Regions from separate parts of the Mus musculus genome. Here region 2 is linked to region 1. A link is a contact called in public promoter capture Hi-C data. All regions are on one chromosome and are shown on one strand. Each heading gives the region's core, a stretch centred on a gene start, on an enhancer-like site or on the middle of the called end of the contact. The rest is flanking DNA. Distances are from core to core; before and after follow the strand shown.

The links. Promoter capture Hi-C pulls out the DNA fragments that hold promoters and counts their contacts.
Region 2: a contact with region 1 is called in a promoter capture Hi-C map of neural stem cells. The contact joins the promoter of Kdelr3 here to the promoter of Pdxp in region 1. A contact is called at or near these places in 4 of 39 promoter capture datasets (embryonic stem cells, liver and neural stem cells), 1 of 484 Hi-C or Micro-C datasets (uterus) and 1 of 9 other capture datasets (liver).

What each region holds. Positions count from the first base shown.
Region 1 is chr15:78,912,387-78,915,618 of GRCm38.p6, reverse strand. It overlaps Pdxp (pyridoxal (pyridoxine, vitamin B6) phosphatase), which reads right to left and starts at 1,700. Exons shown (of 2, transcript NM_020271.3): 1 at 1,088-1,700. The coding sequence starts at 1,649. It overlaps Gm30368 (a long non-coding RNA gene), which reads left to right. Exons shown (of 6, transcript XR_003951546.1): 5 at 1-328.
Region 2 is chr15:79,514,421-79,517,858 of GRCm38.p6, reverse strand. Kdelr3 (KDEL (Lys-Asp-Glu-Leu) endoplasmic reticulum protein retention receptor 3) reads right to left here and starts at 1,451. Exons shown (of 5, transcript NM_134090.2): 1 at 1,219-1,451. The coding sequence starts at 1,309.

The DNA of each region.
Region 1 (3,232 bases), core at 451-2,950:
TTTGTGGGGAGAAGGTTCATGTATGAGGTGAGGGTAGGTCTCAGGCAGAGCCAGGAAAGGCCCAGACAGTAACTTCCTTTTTCGGCTACACCAGCCTGACGGTATGCCTCCTCCGGGAAGGCTTCCCAGATCCTCTCCACAGGCATCCATTTCACTGCCCCATCTCGAACCCGTGACTCCCTCACTTCCTGCAATACCACCCTGCAGAACCCCTGAATTTGGTATCAAGGACTATGTGAGCCAAAGGCTAGCAGAAGAGAGTGGCAGAGATATGTCCATGTCTCATCTGGAGGAACCAAACCTGTCTATAGCCATTCATCACTATCTGGTAAGTCTCTGATCCCTCCATCTCTTGGGGCTCATGCCAGAGGTCAGCGCTTCTGTTTAGGTACAGGCCTGAACAGCCTGGACTGCTCTTGGATGGGTGGATGGATGGATGGGGGGTCCCCAAAGGCCAAGTCAGGTTCCCCTGCTCTATGCTGTGTGTTCCCTGGCAGCTCACCTCCCTTAAGTACCAATTTCTTTAACTGTGAAATGGGCCAAAACTCTTATTTTTGAACTAATCTGGAAAGGAAATGAAGGCACCATTAAGGAGCTTCAGGAAGCTATTAATAAACTAGAGGGCTGGGTTCAAAAGCCTGGGGATAACCGACATGGTAAAGAACCCCACTGGAAACCAGGTTCCGAGGTTATGTAACTCACAGGGTTAACCAAACAGGGCCAGAACTGGAACTGAGGTCAAGCTCCACTACCTTCCAGTCTCCCCACTGGCCTAAGGTCAAGCTCCACTACCCCCTAGTTTCCCCACTACCCTGATTCTGGATGCGCGGATCCAGCTCTCCACCGGCATCATCCTTCCAGACCGCTTCGACAAACCCTCCTGCAAAGTGGGTGGGGCCAATGACAAAAGCCCAAGAGGCCGGTTCCAAATCTGTATCCCACCTGCAATTCCCTGAGCTACAGTGAGCCTAAGGTGGCTCGTGTGTCAAACTGGTCCTCGGCCACTATCCGACAGGCGGCAGCTGCAGGAATTCCGAAAAGCGCGTCAGGTCCCAGCACACATCCCCGCGCCCAGTCCCGTGCTCACCGGGGGTCCGGCTTCCGTCGCTGAGCGGGTGCCAAGGGTCGCGATCGGTGGCCACGAGCAGGCAGTCGGGGTCGCGCAGGTGCGCGCACGCCTCGGTCAACCTGGAGAAGGAAAACTGCTCGTCGTAGCCTACGAGCACGGCGCGCACGCGCGGGTCCTCGCCGGGGTCCCCCGCCAGGCGCAGCCCCGCGGCGCGCAGCTCAGCGCGCAGCCCCTCGCCTCCCAGCACGAACACTGCGCCCGATGCGTCGGGCGGCCCGGACAGCCGCTGGCGCAGGAGGCGCGCGGCACACAGCGCGGAGCTGAAGAGCTGCTCGGCGCGCAGCCCCGCGAAGCCCAGGCGGGCGAAGCGCAGCGCCAGCTCGGGCCGCGCGCGCCGGCTGTTGTTGCTCACGAACAGCGTGTTCTTGCCGGCCCGCGCCAGCCGCTGCAGCAGCTCAGGGGCGCCCGGCACGATGCGTTCGCCGTTCCACAGCACTCCGTCGCAGTCGAACAGGACTCCCTGCGCCTGGCCCAGCACGTCGCGCAGGGCCGCGCCGCGCAGCCGCTCGCAGCGCGCCATGCAGCCGGCTGGCCGCTCGCACGCGCGCGCTGCGCTCCCTCCGTGGACAAGGGGCAGCTTCACCAATTGGCGCGCAGAACGGGGAGGAGGCGGGGCTACGAACACAGGCTTCAGCCAATAGCGACTAGAATTTAGTCGAAGGTGCTGGCCGATCCCGAAGGAGCTCGGAGAAAGGGGCGGGACCGCGGGCGCCACTAGAAGGAGGCGACCAATGAAGAGACAGCCTGGTCTGCAGCGAATCGCCGTGCGCTTCCCAGCCAATTAAAAACGTAGGCCAGATGGTTGCTAGGAGAAAAACAGAGGCTGAGAGAGATGTTGTCTTCGGGCCACATCTTGTTGCCCTCGGAACCATTGAGGCTCATTAGAAACATGTGGATGTGATGGAGCCAGGGCTCCATCACCCGTGACTTCGCAAGCTGGCCTGGGCTCTTAGACCTGGTCAGTGATCCTTCTGGTCATCTGACTGTGCTGTGGAGTCTCCTGGGGAACTTGTTTTTTTTTTTTGTTGTTGTTGTTGTATAATTTCCGTTTAGTAAGATGTATACTTTATAGTTCGATGGCTTTAGATAAATGATTTTTAAAACACAGGTACAGGTCAGTGGAATGGTTCAGCAGATGATGGCAGTTTGCTGTCAAGGCTGAGGACCCGAGTTCCTTCTTCAGAAACCTCACGGTGGAGAGAACATACTCCTTCCAGTTGTTTTCTGACCTCCACACACACATCCACACAGATGAATGTTAAAACGTTCTAGCCGGGCGATGCGAACACATACATTTAATCCCAGCACTCAGAATCAGAGGTAGGAAGAGCTCTGATTTCCAAGCCAGCCTAGTCTACAGAGCAAGTACTAGGACCAAGGGTATTCAGAGAACCCTGTCTCAAAAAACAAAAAAACAAAACAAAAAAAAAACCCAATAAATAAATAAATAGATAATCAAACACATGGCTGTAAGACAGGAACCCAGAGATCTGATTTCATGTTTTATGTGTGTGGGGGCACTAGGCACTATTTTGATGGCCAGGCCCAATTGGTAACCCATTTTATTGATGGGGTGATCCCAACTGCCTAGGTCTCCATTTTGTAGACGGAAACCTTTTAATCTGTCAAGCCTTTGAATAACCAGTAATTCAAAGTATGGGGACCAGGGATGAACAGGGATCTGTACTGTCACAATATTTTGGTTCTAAGCAGAACTGTAGCTGTCTAACCCAGAGCAACTGAAGGGAAGAGACCGAAGAAAAACCGTGCCTTTGAGGCCCAACTATTTTCTGTTCTTTGTGCCTTTTGTAATGGGTTTCTTAGCCTAGAAGACCATAGACAGCATGCCCCTGCCTCCACTCGGTTACTAAATTGGGCTTCCAGATGCACTGACCCACTTCTGCCAGCCCACTCCCAAAAGACCCTCAGGTGTAGAGCTGAAAGGAGCGTTAGCCTGGGACTACACAGAGCAACTCAGGGAAGGCCATGGATAGCTCAATCCCTGCTCTCGAGAAAACTGTGTGTTTATGTGTGTGTGCGCACACACACGGGCGTGTTGGTCTTCAGAACACAGACTGGGTGGAACTGCTAGACTGTCTCAGA
Region 2 (3,438 bases), core at 202-2,701, 600 kb before region 1:
CCTACAGCAACGCATACTGATTTGCTCCTCCTGTCGCTTTCTGCTGGTCTCTCAGTAGGTCAGCTCCCTAAGGCAGGGCATTGGGGTATCAGGGCACAGTGTCCCTCACAGGATGAGGGAGGAGGTAACAAGCACTCCCCCAATCCTACCCCGGACCTCTAAAGCAAAGTCACAGGCCCAGCAAGCAGAAGGGCCGTGAGAGACGATCTCTCAGGCAACTGACTACTACAAACCCCCGGTAACGTCTAATTCAGTCCAGAGCCACTGGATCCAAAATGTGTCTGATCCATACTCAACCAAGTCCCTCTCCTGATCAGCCTCCCAGGTGACATCTCAAAATGCTCTCAACCTCCATTTCCGGAGTCTCAAGAGACCTGCTGAGCCTCTGCCTCTGCTCCTACTTCTTCGATGGTTTCCTTCATCCTGGATCCCGAATGTGACCGGAAAAAGCCTTTCACCATTAGTCCATCCTACCTTCTGGATTCCTCTTCCTCCTGTGTCCTTCCCAGGACATGCCCTATGCCCTGTGGCTTCTACGTATTTGCACGGGTGTTCTCAACACCGTACCCTGTACCTTGAGCACATACCCTGCCCATCCTCTCTGTCCACGTAGCCCTCAGCTGCTCTCTGCCTCCCCAGCTCTGGTAGAGTCTGAGCTCACACTCAATTGCATGCCTGGGACAGGCAGGGAACGCTAGGAACGGAGATGGCTGAAAGACAATGGGCAGCTTCTTATTAACCCGGGGACTGAAATCATCAACCCAGCCTCCAGATATTTCCCATCCCAGCAAGGCCGCTAGACCTGTAGACAAATCGCGAGCCCCTCCAACGCCTTCCACTCAGAGCCAGCTCCACATCCCTGGGCCAGGCTGATATCACCAGCTGGCAGGAAAAGGCTCTCTCTGGGGAAATAAAAGGCAGGAGAGAATGAAGACTCGACGACTAAGGCGACTTCAAATATGGTCTCCTCCCAGGGGAAGGTCCCCCTCCACTCCTCGCCCAGCAGCCGTGATACTGCCAGCTGCCCAGTTAAGGATAGGGCGAGAAGCGTGAGGTAGGGCTCTTCATGGAGACAGAAGCCACGCTCCCTCATAATCTCCCGGATCCTCTGATGTCGAAAAACTTCGCTGAAGTTTTTGGAAGCGCGCGCGCCCGGCTTCCCTCTGAGCCTAAGTCCTCACCATGGTCCGGTCCCGCCCCGCCCCGGGCGCCGCTCACCGGCGCAGCTCTTGGACCTCCAGATCTTCACCAGGAGCAAGATCATAGCCAGGAGGTGGCTCAGGTCCCCGAGGATTCGGAACACGTTCATGGTCCCGCCCGCCGCTCCCGCGCCGTGTCGCGCAGAACTTCCCAGGGAACTTTCTGTTGCGCGGGGCGCTGCCACGTCCCCGTCCCTGCTCCTCGCGGTGCCCCAGGCCGGTGCCGCGCCTCCTTGCTGGCGCGCTCCCGCCGCGCGCACCCTTGGCCGCGCGGTGACGTGGCGGGGCGGCCAGGCGCGGGACAGGAGCCAGGAAGCAGCGCTTCTCACGTCCCCACGCCGACAGGCGGGGCAGCTTACACAGCCGCTGCTGGCCCAAGCCGAGCCCCTCCCTCTCTGGTCCTGCGTAGGCACCAAGTGTTCCTCTCATCCCCAGAAACCACAGTCAGGGCCTGGCACTCACTTCAAGTCCTGACTTTCATAGCTCTGTTGGGCCCTGGGTGGTGGAAGCAGGCTTTCAGCCGCGGAAGACCTCCCAGGTTGGAACTCCCGGGAAGTGGTGCTGAAAGGAGCCATCACCTGTTAAACTCTGAGATAACCTGAGCTAGCTCTGAGATAACCTTGTTGATGGTTTCCGGTGGGGAGAGAGGCTGACTCTGAGTCCCCTTTCTGGGCTTCAGTATTGACTACAAGGGAGATGCTAATGGTGTAAAAGAGGCTGAGTGTGTTGGGGATGCCCACCGCCTTCATTTCTGCCCCCCTCTTCTTCATGTGGGAAGACACTGGAAAGAACTTCACTGACCAGGAAAAACTCCAAGCACGGCATAGAGGCAGGCAGGATAGAGTAGGAAGAATCTTAGGTGGGCTGGAGGCCTCCATTGCTATGTGAAGCATCCTCTCTGGGCACAGGTCTATTAATCTATAGCTATGGAACCGATAAACCAAGGGCCTTTCTGCCTTCTCCTTGATCCCAGCCCCCCTCCCTCCTGTAGCTGGTTTCTTCCTAAAGAAATGGCTTCGTCTGGCTCCCTCTGTGTGCAGGAGAGGCTTCGGCAGGATGAAGATCTGTTGCTTACGGTGTTCGCCAACTCTTTCCTGGCCTCCATTGCTTTACCATTACTCCCCGCACAAAGCAGTTCTGGGAGGCTTTGCATGTGACCAGTAGCACTGCCTGGGGGGTGCAGCATGGGGGACCCTGGGCAGCTTGCTGTGAATCTACACACACACACACACACACACACACACACACACACACACCTTTCCTGGGGAGATGAAACACACTTGTCTGCTCACCCCAGATAGGGAGCCCACGACAGCCTAAAGTACAGATAGTACCAATATCCAGCTTCATGAATTAATGAGTTTTGCTGGAGTTACTTAGAGGAATATGGGTGAAGGGTTGCTTACAGGAGCAGGAATGACTCAGAGACAGCTGCATCACCAAAGCCCACCCAGCATGGGTGACAGCTCACCAAGCTGGGAACCTGGAGCTCTTCCCACTGCCTGCAGGCAGCTCAGCAGGTTGGAGAATATCCTTCCCAGGTGCCTCAGTTGGTCTAAATCTCTCGAAGGCTGCTCTTCTTGTTCTGAGTCTTCTTACTCCCTGCTTACTCTGGCAGGGAGGAGCCTAGGGAATCTGCTCAGTTTCAGGGAGTTCCTGAGACTATTCTTGTTGTTGTTTACCTCCCTGCTTAAGGAGCTACCCAGCAGGATAGAATGTTTTAATCTCAGAGGAAGCTTATATAAAACACACAGAGACAAATGCACACTCACACAGACATACGTACACATGGACACACAGACACACACAGACAGACACAGACAGATGCACACACAGACACACTCAGATACTCATACACACATACAGATGCACACACACAAAACACGGGCACGGTATAGGCTTGAGGGACACCATCTCAACAATGTGCCCAAGTAGGGAGGGCACTGCCATTCTCACACCACACACAGAATCCAGGGCCCAGAGAGGTGCTATCATTTCTGATGATCACACAGGACATCGTGTCAGCCTAGAGCCCAAGGCCCAGCTCCATAGGGTTGGAATTCTCAGCCCAGAGAGGTGGATGACCAGGTGTCAGCAAAAATTTACACCAGACAAGGAGCGTTCCTGTGATGAGGGCCAAAGGGCTTGCGCATCTGTGGGAGGTTTGCATATATTTCGGGTGCTAGGCAGCACATTAGACATACTGGGCAGCCCTTCCCTGTGCAGCCTTAGAGCCCAG